Linked DNA regions of Mus musculus: regions 1, 3 and 4 are each linked to region 2. The links are chromatin contacts, called in public promoter capture Hi-C maps. All regions are on one chromosome and are shown on one strand. Each heading gives the region's core, a stretch centred on a gene start, on an enhancer-like site or on the middle of the called end of the contact. The rest is flanking DNA. Distances are from core to core; before and after follow the strand shown.

What was found. Promoter capture Hi-C pulls out the DNA fragments that hold promoters and counts their contacts.
Region 1: a contact with region 2 is called in a promoter capture Hi-C map of pre-B cells. The contact joins the promoter of Elovl1 here to the promoter of Ubiad1 in region 2. A contact is called at or near these places in 5 of 39 promoter capture datasets (cranial neural crest, frontonasal cranial neural crest, maxillary cranial neural crest and 2 more).
Region 3: a promoter capture Hi-C map of second pharyngeal arch cranial neural crest shows a contact between it and region 2. The contact joins the promoter of Ctps here to the promoter of Ubiad1 in region 2. A contact is called at or near these places in 4 of 39 promoter capture datasets (cranial neural crest, maxillary cranial neural crest, pre-B cells and 1 more).
Region 4: a promoter capture Hi-C map of pre-B cells shows a contact between it and region 2. The contact joins the promoter of Utp11 here to the promoter of Ubiad1 in region 2. A contact is called at or near these places in 2 of 39 promoter capture datasets (cranial neural crest and pre-B cells) and 1 of 484 Hi-C or Micro-C datasets (CD4 T cells).

Annotation. Positions count from the first base shown.
Region 1 is chr4:118,426,608-118,429,527 of GRCm38.p6, reverse strand. It overlaps Elovl1 (elongation of very long chain fatty acids (FEN1/Elo2, SUR4/Elo3, yeast)-like 1), which reads right to left and starts at 1,435. Exons shown (of 8, transcript NM_019422.3): 1 at 1,313-1,435.
Region 2 is chr4:148,443,462-148,446,205 of GRCm38.p6, reverse strand. It overlaps Ubiad1 (UbiA prenyltransferase domain containing 1), which reads left to right and starts at 1,446. Exons shown (of 2, transcript NM_027873.3): 1 at 1,446-2,278. The coding sequence starts at 1,756. It also overlaps the pseudogene Gm23303.
Region 3 is chr4:120,568,775-120,571,534 of GRCm38.p6, reverse strand. It overlaps Ctps (cytidine 5'-triphosphate synthase), which reads left to right and starts at 1,259. Exons shown (of 19, transcript NM_016748.2): 1 at 1,259-1,384.
Region 4 is chr4:124,692,109-124,694,808 of GRCm38.p6, reverse strand. It overlaps Utp11 (UTP11 small subunit processome component), which reads left to right and starts at 1,255. Exons shown (of 8, transcript NM_026031.3): 1 at 1,255-1,369. The coding sequence starts at 1,307.

The DNA.
Region 1 (2,920 bases), core at 186-2,685, about 30 Mb after region 2:
AGTTTGTAGGTTCTCCAGAAACTTCTGGCCAGGACGTCTGGCCAAAGCCAGAACTGCTAAAAAATCCACACCCAGCATTCTCTCCCAAACCAGCCATGAATTCTTAGTTTGTCCTACTTTAGAATGGGCATCACCCTTCCCTACCAGGGAGGGGTGAGGACACCAGTGGTATGTGAGGAGGTGGGAGAGTGGGGGAGGTCTCAGGAATCTTTCCCTCTTCTGGGAGGGAGCCTCATGGGCTAGGTCCCCTCCTCCTCAAAGTTGGAAGGAATGCCAAGGGAAAGTTTATAGGGATACAAAAATTTAGCCTAGACCCAGGAGAGCCTAGGACTTTGTCCCAGAGGACTCCGGCAATTGCCCAACAAGCGGAGTGCTCCAGCTGCTCTCCATCAATCTCCAGCCTTGGGGCTTGAGTTCTACCATCCACATCCACGCTCTCACACAGTAATATGTACCTTCATCACACCGCTCTCAACCACCCCCAGAGACATGCATACCGCGCCAGGAGCTAGCCAGCATACATCCACACACAGTCCAGGCATATCTTGTTGACCACATCACCCAAACAGGCCTCCCTACTGGACTCGGACATGCCAGGCTCCTAAACTTCACACCTGTCAGGGATTGCATTAACCGCGGGACATACAGCTGACCAGGCATGGGTACATCTTCACCCACACCTCCCTTCTGCACACACAGCTCTCTGGTGAGTGACACTCATTTCTTCCTACAGTTAGACTTTGGTTGGTGGCTTATGTTGGAGTGGGGCCTAGCACTTAGGCATGTGCTCTGACACACGTGAGCTTGCCAGTTCCTTATCTCCTCCCTCAACCACCTCCTCCAATTCACTCGCCCTTCACCACCACTTAACACCGGGAGATACACAGTGACCCAGAGGGCAAGAGGGAGTCCAGACTTCTGAGGATCTCTCCCTAAGTTTGAGGGAAACCCGGGTGCGCACCACCCCCCTCCCGCAGTGAAACAGAGCCAGTTCCCTTAAGATGGATGGAAAAGAAAAAGGGCACCGGCATGGGGCAGGAAGGGAAAAGAGAGGAGTGGGCAAAGGGTGGAAGGCCAGGAGGTGCTGAAAAAGAACTAGGTGTGAGCAAATGGGGGTCAGGGGCCAAGGTGCCGGGGAGGGATCCTGTGGGCAGGCCCAGCCCCAGTGCCTGGGACCTCCCACCCACTCGCCCCAGGAACAGCCTCGCCCACAGCCTGGGCAGGGCAGGGCAAGGCAGGCAGGGCAGGGCTAGCCTGGCCAGCCAGGCAGGGGGCGCTGGCACGTGGGGAGCCATGGAAGGTACACACTCACCAGTGGAAACCAGGCGGGCAGCAGTGAAGGGTTCAAAGGGATCAGGGCCGGAGAGAAGTCCCCAGGGCCGCCTGCCGGCCACTTCCTCATCTGCTGGGCCGACTTTCTGTCACCAGAGGGGGAGGGGGCGGGCCGGGCGGGGGGCGCCTGCTGATTGGGCGGCTGGCCGAGGCAGGAGGGGCCGTCCAGCGCCTGCCTGGCCGCCAGGGCGGGAGCAGGGGCGGGTCGCCAGATCCCGGGGCAGGAAGCACACCCAGCCCCAGCTCTCCACCCCTTCCTTCGCATCTCTCAGCCTGTCCCGCCGATGACTATGGCTTGGCCCGCACCCAGCTTCTTCTTGAGGTTCAGCCTGCATGGCCCCATTCGTGGTCCTCTGTCCAGTCCAGCATGAGGACCCACTCATCTCCTGTCTGCTTTGTGACAGTCGCGGCTTATGATTACGGGAAATTTCCAGGGTTCAACCGTTCCCTCAAGGCTTTTCCTGGAAGAGGAGGGCCAGCTGTGCCTACTAAGGGCTGATTGGGGTGGCGGGAGGCTTTAGCGGGAGGCAGCAGTCGGCCACCACCATGCTTCTCAGAGCCTATAAACTTGGATGAGTCCTAGCTTTAGGAGGCACAGAGAGGATTTCCTGGAACGGAGATGGGAGAATACAAGTGGCCCCAGGCAAGAACTGTGAATCACTGTCTAAACTGGCCTTCAAGGTAGTGAAAGGGGGTGGGGGTGGGGGTAGCAAGTGAAATTGGCTGTGGTTCAATGTAGTAGATCTTGGAGGCCAAATGAGGCTGCCTGACTTATTCTAGAAGCAGAAGAAAACAAGAATTTTGAGGCAGCTCATCTCATCTGTCAGACATTTACTGGCCATCTACAGTGAGCGAAACCACATTAAGCTCTGCTCCCCACACTAACATAACTTATAACCCAGGTACAAGGTACTAGAGAGACCAGGTGAGAGGAAAACAGCTGGTCTGAAGAGGTAACAGATGGGGTTGGGAAAGCCAGACAACGTTGCAGGGGTAGGGGTGGGGGAGGAGTTAGATGTCAATTCAGTACCACCACCCACCCACCCCAGCACCAGATAGTCCAACTATTGCATGGCATGAAATCTGTCTTTCCTATAAAGACTCAATTACAGCTTGGACAACTGGATGATGTAAGTAGGCAGAGAGTTGAGGAATTTAGAAGAGGCAGTGGCTAGGAAGGATAATAGGTTCATAATTGGTGGATTTGGTTACCTAGGCATTGATAAGAGATGAAGGCCAGAGTATAGTTTTCAGCATTCTTTAGATTACCTGTTTACCTGTTAGCACCTACTCTTGACCAAAAAAAAAAAAAAAAAAAAAAAAAAAACAACCAGCAGAGAATTTACTTCCAAACCCAGCTTCTGTATCATTGTATACTAGACCCCCATGTCCCTGAAATGTCATTCTCAAGCCATAGCCTGAACTCCAGCCATCAAATGTCAGCAGCTTTCTCTCCAGTGAACATCTGTGGTGGATCCAAAAGCTCCCAGTGGAGCGTTCGGGATGGTGTTTTGCATGTGTGATTAAGACTTGTTAGATGAATGTGCACAAATTTACATACAAACATATCCATCTATGGGGCTGCCTC
Region 2 (2,744 bases), core at 197-2,696:
AGACTAAAAGGCATGTGCCACCTTGCCTGGCCTAACATCTGTGTGGGTTTTTTGTGGTTTTTAATTTTTCCTGATCATTTATTTTTTAAAATTCACTTTACATCCCCATCGCAGCATCCCCTCCCTCCAACATTTCAACTCTCGTTGAGTACCAGCTGTTCTTTCACAGGACTCAGGGGCAGTTCCCACGTTAGGATGTTCACAAAAGCCTGCAGGGTGTAGGGTTGGGATGTAGCTCAGATAGTAGATTATCTGCCTAGCATGTGGAATCCCCAGCACCCCATAAAACCAAGTGTGGGTGAATGCTTGTAATTCCAGCACTCAGGGAGTTGGAGGAGATTCAAGGTTGGATCAAAATTTCAAGGTCATTATGGGCTACATTGCCAATTTCTAGCCAGCCTGAGCTATATAGGCCCCTGCCATTTTATTATTGGATTTTTTATGAATAGGTGTTTTGCCTGTATATATGTATATCTAGTGTGATCTTCTTGCATGTATGCATGCCTGGTGCCTTTAAAGGCCAGAATAGGGGGTCAGATCCCCTGGAACTGGAGATACAAGCAGTTGTGAGCTCTTGGGGGTGCTAGGAATCAAACCCTGTTCTTTGGAAGGGCAGCTAATGCTCTTAACCGCTGAGCCATCAGTCCTGGCCCTGTCTCCAGAAACAAAGCAAAAAACCATGTAGGTCTTTACATCTTAGTACACAGAAAGCTTCCTACTTCTTTTTCTTCCAGCTATACATACATGTTCCATCACATAGTACCGCATTTTCTTTTCCAAGCTCTTGGCTTATGAACACTTCTCTTTTCTTCTTTCGGTCTCTCCTCTCTTCCCTTCCATTTCCTTTCCTTTCTCCTTCCCTTCCCTCTTCTCCATCTCCTTTTTGCAGGGTGGTGGTGGCACACACCTTTAATCTTACTCAGCTCCTGGGAGGCAGAGGCAGGTAAATCTGAGTTCGTGGCCAGCCTGGTCTACAGCGTGAGTTCCAGGACAGCCAGGGCTACATACACTGAGAAACTTTGTCTTGAAAACCGAAAACCAAACAAAAAGATAATCTCACGAAGCTTGAGTTGGCTTCAAACTCACTATATAATAAGGGATGTCCTTGAATTCTCTTCCTGTCGTCGTCTCCCAAGTTCTAGGGCCATAAGGATGCACCACCAGCCCAGCAATGCGCACAATACTTTCAACGTAGGATGTATTGGGGTAACCACAAATGAGTCTTATTTCTTATTTCAGTAAGTGAACCTGCCCAGTATAACGCAAAGCGACACGCCCTGAAATCCCAGGAGGGCTAAACAGCTGCTTCTTTCCAGTGACTTGCTTTTAGCTAATTTGTTGAACCTGGGCTCTGGCCTTTGACCACACCCCTCTCCGACCACGCCCCTCGCCGGCCTTCACCGGGCCCTGCCCGCCCCAGGTCCGAGTTTCCGGGCCGGCCTCCTGAGGCCGACGCACAAGATGGCGGCGCCGTCCGCCCGATAGGGGTTGCGGGCTGAGGCGGGTTATTGAGTTGTGGCACGGGGGAAGCGACCCCAGACAGGCTTCGCTCAGGTGACAGGTGGGCGGGCAGCGCCGCTGGCCCCGTGGCGGTGCATGGCCTGGTTGCTGTCTTCAGTTTTCCCCGCCTCCCAAACCCTGACCGGGGGCGGAACCAGAGAAAGGTCAGGCCAGGCTGTCCCGCCTGTCTCCGTCCTGGGGCGGTCCCCTTGAGTGGCTCACTTTTAGAATTGACTTTAGCCACGTGTAGCTTCCATGGCTGCGGTACAGGCCCCGGGGGAGAAGATTAATATCCTGGCAGGAGAGACAGCCAAGGTCGGGGACCCGCAGAAGAACGAATGGCCCGAGCAGGACAGGCTTCCCGAACGATCCTGGAGGCACAAGTGCGCCTCCTACGTGTTGGCCCTGAGGCCCTGGAGCTTCAGTGCCTCACTCACCCCTGTGGCCCTGGGCAGTGCCTTGGCCTACAGGTCTCAGGGTGTCCTGGATCCCAGGCTGTTGTTGGGTTGTGCAGTGGCTGTCCTGGCTGTACACGGGGCCGGCAATTTGGTCAACACATACTATGACTTTTCCAAGGGCATTGACCACAAAAAGAGTGATGACAGAACTTTGGTGGACAGAATTCTGGAGCCCCAGGATGTTGTTCGATTTGGAGTCTTCCTCTACACCTTGGGCTGCGTCTGTGCTGCTTGCCTCTACTACCTGTCCGCTCTGAAATTGGAACACTTGGCTCTCATCTACTTCGGAGGCCTGTCTGGCTCCTTTCTCTACACAGGAGGTAAGAATTGGCCTGTTTCCTGCTCTAAGGTCCCAGTTGCCTAAACTGGAAACTGCTACCTTCCATAGGAATGGTAGACGTGTCAAAGACGCCTTACTAAAGTAGGCCACTTGACTGGAAATCCAAAATGTGTGTATCGTGGATACTTTGAAACCTTAAGTTGTGAAAATACTGGTTTGGCAGTGGATTATGAACACTGCTCCCCCGATGGAGACATGGCTTAGCCTTTAAGATCTCTTACTGTGGGCTGGAGACCCCCCTACAGTTGGCTTAGTGGTTAAGAGCACAGGCTGCTCTTCCACAGGTCCTGAGTTCAATTCCCAGCAACCACATGGTGGCTCACAGCCATCTGTAATGGGATCTGATTCCCTCTTCTGGCATGCAGGCTTACAGTGCAAACAGAGCATTCATGTACATAAAATACAGAAATAAATAAATGTTCATACTTACCTGGCAAGGGAGATGC
Region 3 (2,760 bases), core at 10-2,509, about 28 Mb after region 2:
CATGAAAGCAGGCTGGTAGACAGAAGTTCTCTTGTTGGCTTGCATTTTCTTGGTGAAATGGAAAGCAAGACCATCAAAGAGAATATGGGAGAGTGGAGGGGAGTGAAGGGGTCCCCCAGAAGAGCGACTGGGGGAGGAGTTCAGTTTTGTACCTCTTATGGAAGCTTCTTGGAGCAGAGCAGTTTGGGTATTTGGGCAGACTCAGAGCATGCTGTTGGTTGGGATCTGAAAGAATCCGGAAGTCTCCGAGAGAAGCCCCTGTAGAATTCTCCTAAGTGGTTTCTTGGAATTCTACTTGTTTGAGTCATTTTCCTGAAAAAAACCAGTATGGTCATGGGAGGCATACCTTTTCTTTAACTCTTTCAGCAAAGACAGAAGAAAAAAAAAAGCAATAAATTACTCCTAATGGAAGGAAACAAGCCTCCTGGATGGAGTTCAAGGTACAAGGTACTTCCTAAGGAAACCTTTGTGTAGTTTTTGCAGGGTGGAGGGTATTAAAAACTCACATGGGTTTATGTAGTATTCAAAAGACAAAATCATCACCTTGGGTGCTGTAAATCTTTTGCCTACAACGCTCTGCATAGAGCTGCCCTTCCAACCTCTCCAGCCTGCACTGTTCACTCTGCAAGGCTCTTCTGGACCTCGCCTGGAATGTGCACACAGACTTTTTCTTCTGCCTCATTTTCTATTCCTCCCTCCCTTCCTTGCCAGTAAACGTTTCTGCTACGTGTTCAGAACCCGCTGTACACTAACTCCCCAAGTCCCAATCGTCTGTGAAAATCCCCATGACTTGTTAGAAGTGGGCTCGTTTGCCTCTCTACATTTAGTGCCGGATGGAAGTAGGCTCGCGACAGTTGTTCTAATGCAGGCACCGTCAGGGTGCGTTGTGTGGAAAGGCAGCTGGCTAGGACGTGAAGCCAAGCGGCCCGGCCTAAGAGGGAGACAAGCAGGCACCGGGAGAAGGCGGCGGTGCGGGGCGAGAGCACGAGATGATTTGGCCCGCAGCCTGAGGGAAGGCGGATGGGAGGTGAGAGTGTCCACCGGCTATTGCGGGACCAGGCAAAGGCCCTCAGGGTTCCGGTTAGATGCGAGTCACCAGCATCCTCTAGACCTCGGGCGAGGAAGCCCACAGAACCCACAACTCCCGAGACCCACCCGCAGTAGCCACTCAACAAGCTGCGGCGAGACGTCCCGCGCATGCGCGCCCTAGCCCCACCCTCCCCTGGGCCCGCCTCTCCCCGCCCTCTGCGTGCGCACCGCCTAGAGCCCGCCTCTCAGAAAGACGGCTGGCGCATGCGGCCCGGCCGAGCACTGGCTGCCCGAGGCTCACCACGCGCGCGCCGGCCTTGCTGTGGCTGACACGAGACTCCGAAGCCGGCCTCAGGTAGGCAGACTTCAGGGATCCCGGTGGAACGGCTCCCGGGTGCAAGAGCCTGTGGCGCCGACAGAGCCCGGCGCGGACGGCCACGCCGCCGGGGCGATAAACGTCTCTTCTCACCAATCAGGGGAGAGCTGGCCCGGCGTTCTGCCCAATGGGCTGCATCTCTAACGGGAGTGGGGCGGGCAGTCCCGGAACGCGAGCTGCCGGCTCCCGCGCGCGGGCCGCGTGGCCCGGCTAAGGAAAGGGGCCGAGTCCGGCGACGCGGGCAGCCGGGCTTGGTGAGGTAGAGAGCGCGGTGTGCCGCCGCGGAGGGGTCTCCCAGAGCCCCAGCCTGTGATGGGGCCCGACTGGCGGCCTTGAGCTCCTCCCGGCGCTGCCCGGCGCGCGGGAGGAAGGGGCTTGTAGGTTCGCTGGGCCTCACGGCCCAGGCTACCCAGCTGCTGTCTCTCTTTCCAGCCCAGCGCGAAGATGCTGGCGTTCTTGAGGCCACTACGTCAGCGTGGCTGCCTTACGTCCACACTCATTATTTTAAATCCTCAGCAGCCGGGTGACGCGGGTGGGTGCTGCTGTGGTTCTCGTCCCACTTTTTACGGCGGTGCGAACCCGGGCATCAGGCACTTCGGGGCTAGATTTAGATTTCAGCACATCTGCGGTGGATCCTGAGCCTGATTTTCACCAACTTCATTTTTTTTTTTTTTTAACAAAAGCTTTCACATTTTTCATTCGTGAATTTATCTGGTGCCCCTTGCTCTATATTATAGCTCCTGTACTTGAAAAACCTTTTGTGTCTTGTCATCTTCAGAAAAAAAAGTGCAGCGTGGACATTCAACTTTGCCCATGGACTGGCCCCTGGCCATCCCTTTGCCCTAATCTTTTTTTCTTGGTGCATCCTGTGGGCTCACCTGCTTGTTCATGCTTTGCCTGATTCCTAGCTCATTTCAGTCAGTCAGCCTTACGGGCCCATTACAAGGCAGGTTTTCAAAAGGAGCTCCTGGATCCTCCCTCAGTCCAGGTCATCTCTCCCGGAGATACTTAAGTTGGACCCACATTTGACTTAAGTTTGTGGTACCCCCAGCATGTGAGTAGCTCTCCCATAATAGGTAGTTTGTAAACGTTAGGGAATGGGTCCTCTCCAACTGGCTCTTTGTGGCTTTTGGAATATTTTTTTGCCAGTCACTCTGGGAGACTGCCAGAATCTTAGTGTCTGTCTGTCTGTCTGTCTGTCTGTCTGAGTCTCAATCTCTCTCTCTCTCAGAAACACACACGCACATACACACAGAGAGATCTGAATAAAGTTGGGACAAGATGAGGTGATCCCGTGACAACCTGTTCTGAACTGAGGAATCTGTAGGAACATCAGAAATTGACTCAGTGAGTCT
Region 4 (2,700 bases), core at 6-2,505, about 24 Mb after region 2:
AAATAACAGGATGGCTGGGCACACTGTCACACACTTGTAATCCCAGCTCTTTGCAGACGCAAGAGATCACTGTGAATCTGAGGCCAGCTTGATCTATGAGTGTCAGTGCAGCCAGGCCTACATAGCTAGACACTGCCTCAAAACATCAAACCTAATCAGACTAAGTCAACCCCAATAAAACAAACTAACAAAACAAAACAAAACAAAAACAGAAACAAATCAATTTTATTGTGAACCTGCTAACAAGTAAACCCAACATTAAGCACTGAAAACATATGTCTTTTAAACCTCAAAATCCTGAGGGTATAGTATTATTTTATTATTTTACAACTAGATGTGGATACCAAGCCTCAGCAAAACTAACTTTCCTTGGTTAAGAGCAGAGCTGGCACCAGAACACTCCCTCCACAGTTCGCGGCTCTCTATCCATCACATTAACTACCTTATGTTAAGTCGGCCAGCTAGACGCACAACTTTGATGGCTGTGAAGGACTCGGAACTTTATTGCTATTAGATGATTCTTTTCTACTCTGCTTATAGATACAGTTCTGCCACTCAGAGCCCTTGATACTCCTATGAGCAAGACCAGTCTGCTATTATTATGTTCGTTTTATGGGTGAGAAAAATGATGCTCTTTAAAGTCAAGCAATCAGCTCAGAGCCACGCAGCCAGAAGTCAGCTGAGGAGCCAAATATGGTTTTAAAGTACTCTTTCTAGTATACTGTAAGATTCACATTATTTCTAGTTTTTGGTTTGTTTGTTTTTGTTTTGTTTTTAGACTGCGATTTATTTTACTATGTAGCCCTGGCTGGCCTGGCAATCACTATGTAAGACCAGGTTAGCCTTGAACTTACAGAAAATTGCCAGCTTCTACCTCCAGAGAGCTGGGGTTAAAGGTGTGAGCCACGTTCTAGTTCTACTTAGAATCTTAACCCACACCAAGTCTCAGGTGACAGCACATGCGCACACGCAAGCCGAGCGTAGCCAGAGAGCAGTGCCAGCCATGTGTTCCCAGATGCCAACGTGCGGCCTGGAGCGAAGTCTAGGTCTCTGGACCAGTGGACGTTCTCTGCGAACCGAGAGCTGTGAAAGAATCCCAAGACTCTAGCTTTGGAAACTACATCTCCCAGAACCCTCCGATTCAGGCCGCTTGAGAGGGGCTGTATTTCCGGTAAAGCAGGCTTCTGATAGGCTGCATTGCAAGCCGCGTCTTGGGCCTGCTTCCGGTGTCTTGGCGGACGCGGCGGGGTGGGTAGTGCTGTCGTGGTGGTGGAGTTTGCTGAGCATTTCCTAGACCTCAGTAGGCATGTCGGCGGCTTTTCGCAAGGCAGCCAAGACCCGGCAGCGGGAACACCGAGAACGAAGCCAGGTAGGCCCTCGCAAGCCTCAGGGGCGCCTGCAGTGGCCCCCGCCCCCTCGCTGTCCCTGCATCCGGATACGGGACAGCGCATCTGCCTTCAGTCAATACCCAACACATGGGGCCTGACCCCAGCGTGCCTTGTCGGGGAGACCCAGGGACAGGGTAGGAGGATTGTCATTCTCTACGGTAGAGGGTCAGTGGGTAATTGAGTGAGGCAGGGTGTGCTAGAGGCCTTTCCCTGGGAACTTGAGACCAAAGTCAAAGGAATGTAACCGAGTGACCAGCGACAGTAGGCGCCTCACAACCGACGCATGCCCGGGTGTTCCTAAACTGGGCCCAACTTTTGGCATGGGATTTGCGGTTCGTGTAGATCTGTCATATGCTTCCCCCTAAAATCGTGGCACTTTCCTTATCCCTTCTGGAGAATGTCTTGACCATTTACAAACTTTGCTGGACCTCATAGCCCAGGTCTATAATGGCATCTACCCAAGAGGCCAAGGCAGAAGGATCCCAAAATCGGGGCCTGTCTGGGTCACTTAGACCTGACTCAAAAATCTAAAAAAATTCTAGACATAGGCCTCAATGGTGAACTGCTTGCCTAGCAAGTAAGGGCAGTAGGCGTAGTCCTTGGTAAGAAGAAAAAAAGGAGGGAAGTGGGGAGTTCCCCCACTTAATTTAGTTAGAATAAATAGGTGTGGATTTACTCAGGAGAATGTGTTAGGGTTTGGATATGCAATACAAATAAAGATGTATGCAGAATCACTTTATCCACTTTGCCATTCTCAGAAATTACATCATAACTGGTTCAAACAAGCTTTTAACAAGCCTTGGAGAGAGGGCTTAGCCGTTAAGAGTACTCGGCTGCTCTCTCAGAGTTCAAATCCTAGCACTCACATTGTGGGTTCACAAATAGCTTTAACTCCACTCTAGGAATTCCACCACCCCCTCTGGCCTCCATAGGCCCTGCACTCACATTCATTCATATTCTTTATCTCTCTCTCTCTCACACACACACTAACTTTTTTTTTTTTTTTTTTGGTTTTTCGAGACAGGGTTTCTCTGTATAGCCCTGGCTGTCCTGGAACTCACTTTGTAGACCAGGCTGGCCTCGAACTCAGAAATCCGCCTGTCTCTGCCTCCCAAGTGCTGGGATTAAAGGTGTGCGCCGCCACCACTGCCCGGCCACACTAACATTTTTTAAATTAAAAGATTACTGAGTGTGAGTGTGTGAGCGGGTGTTTGTGGGAGCACATCCTGGGCCAGGGTTGTGATTTGTCCGACATCCTGACGTGGGTGCTGGGATCTGGAAGAGGAGAATCTGTGTTTAACTGTTAAGCCGT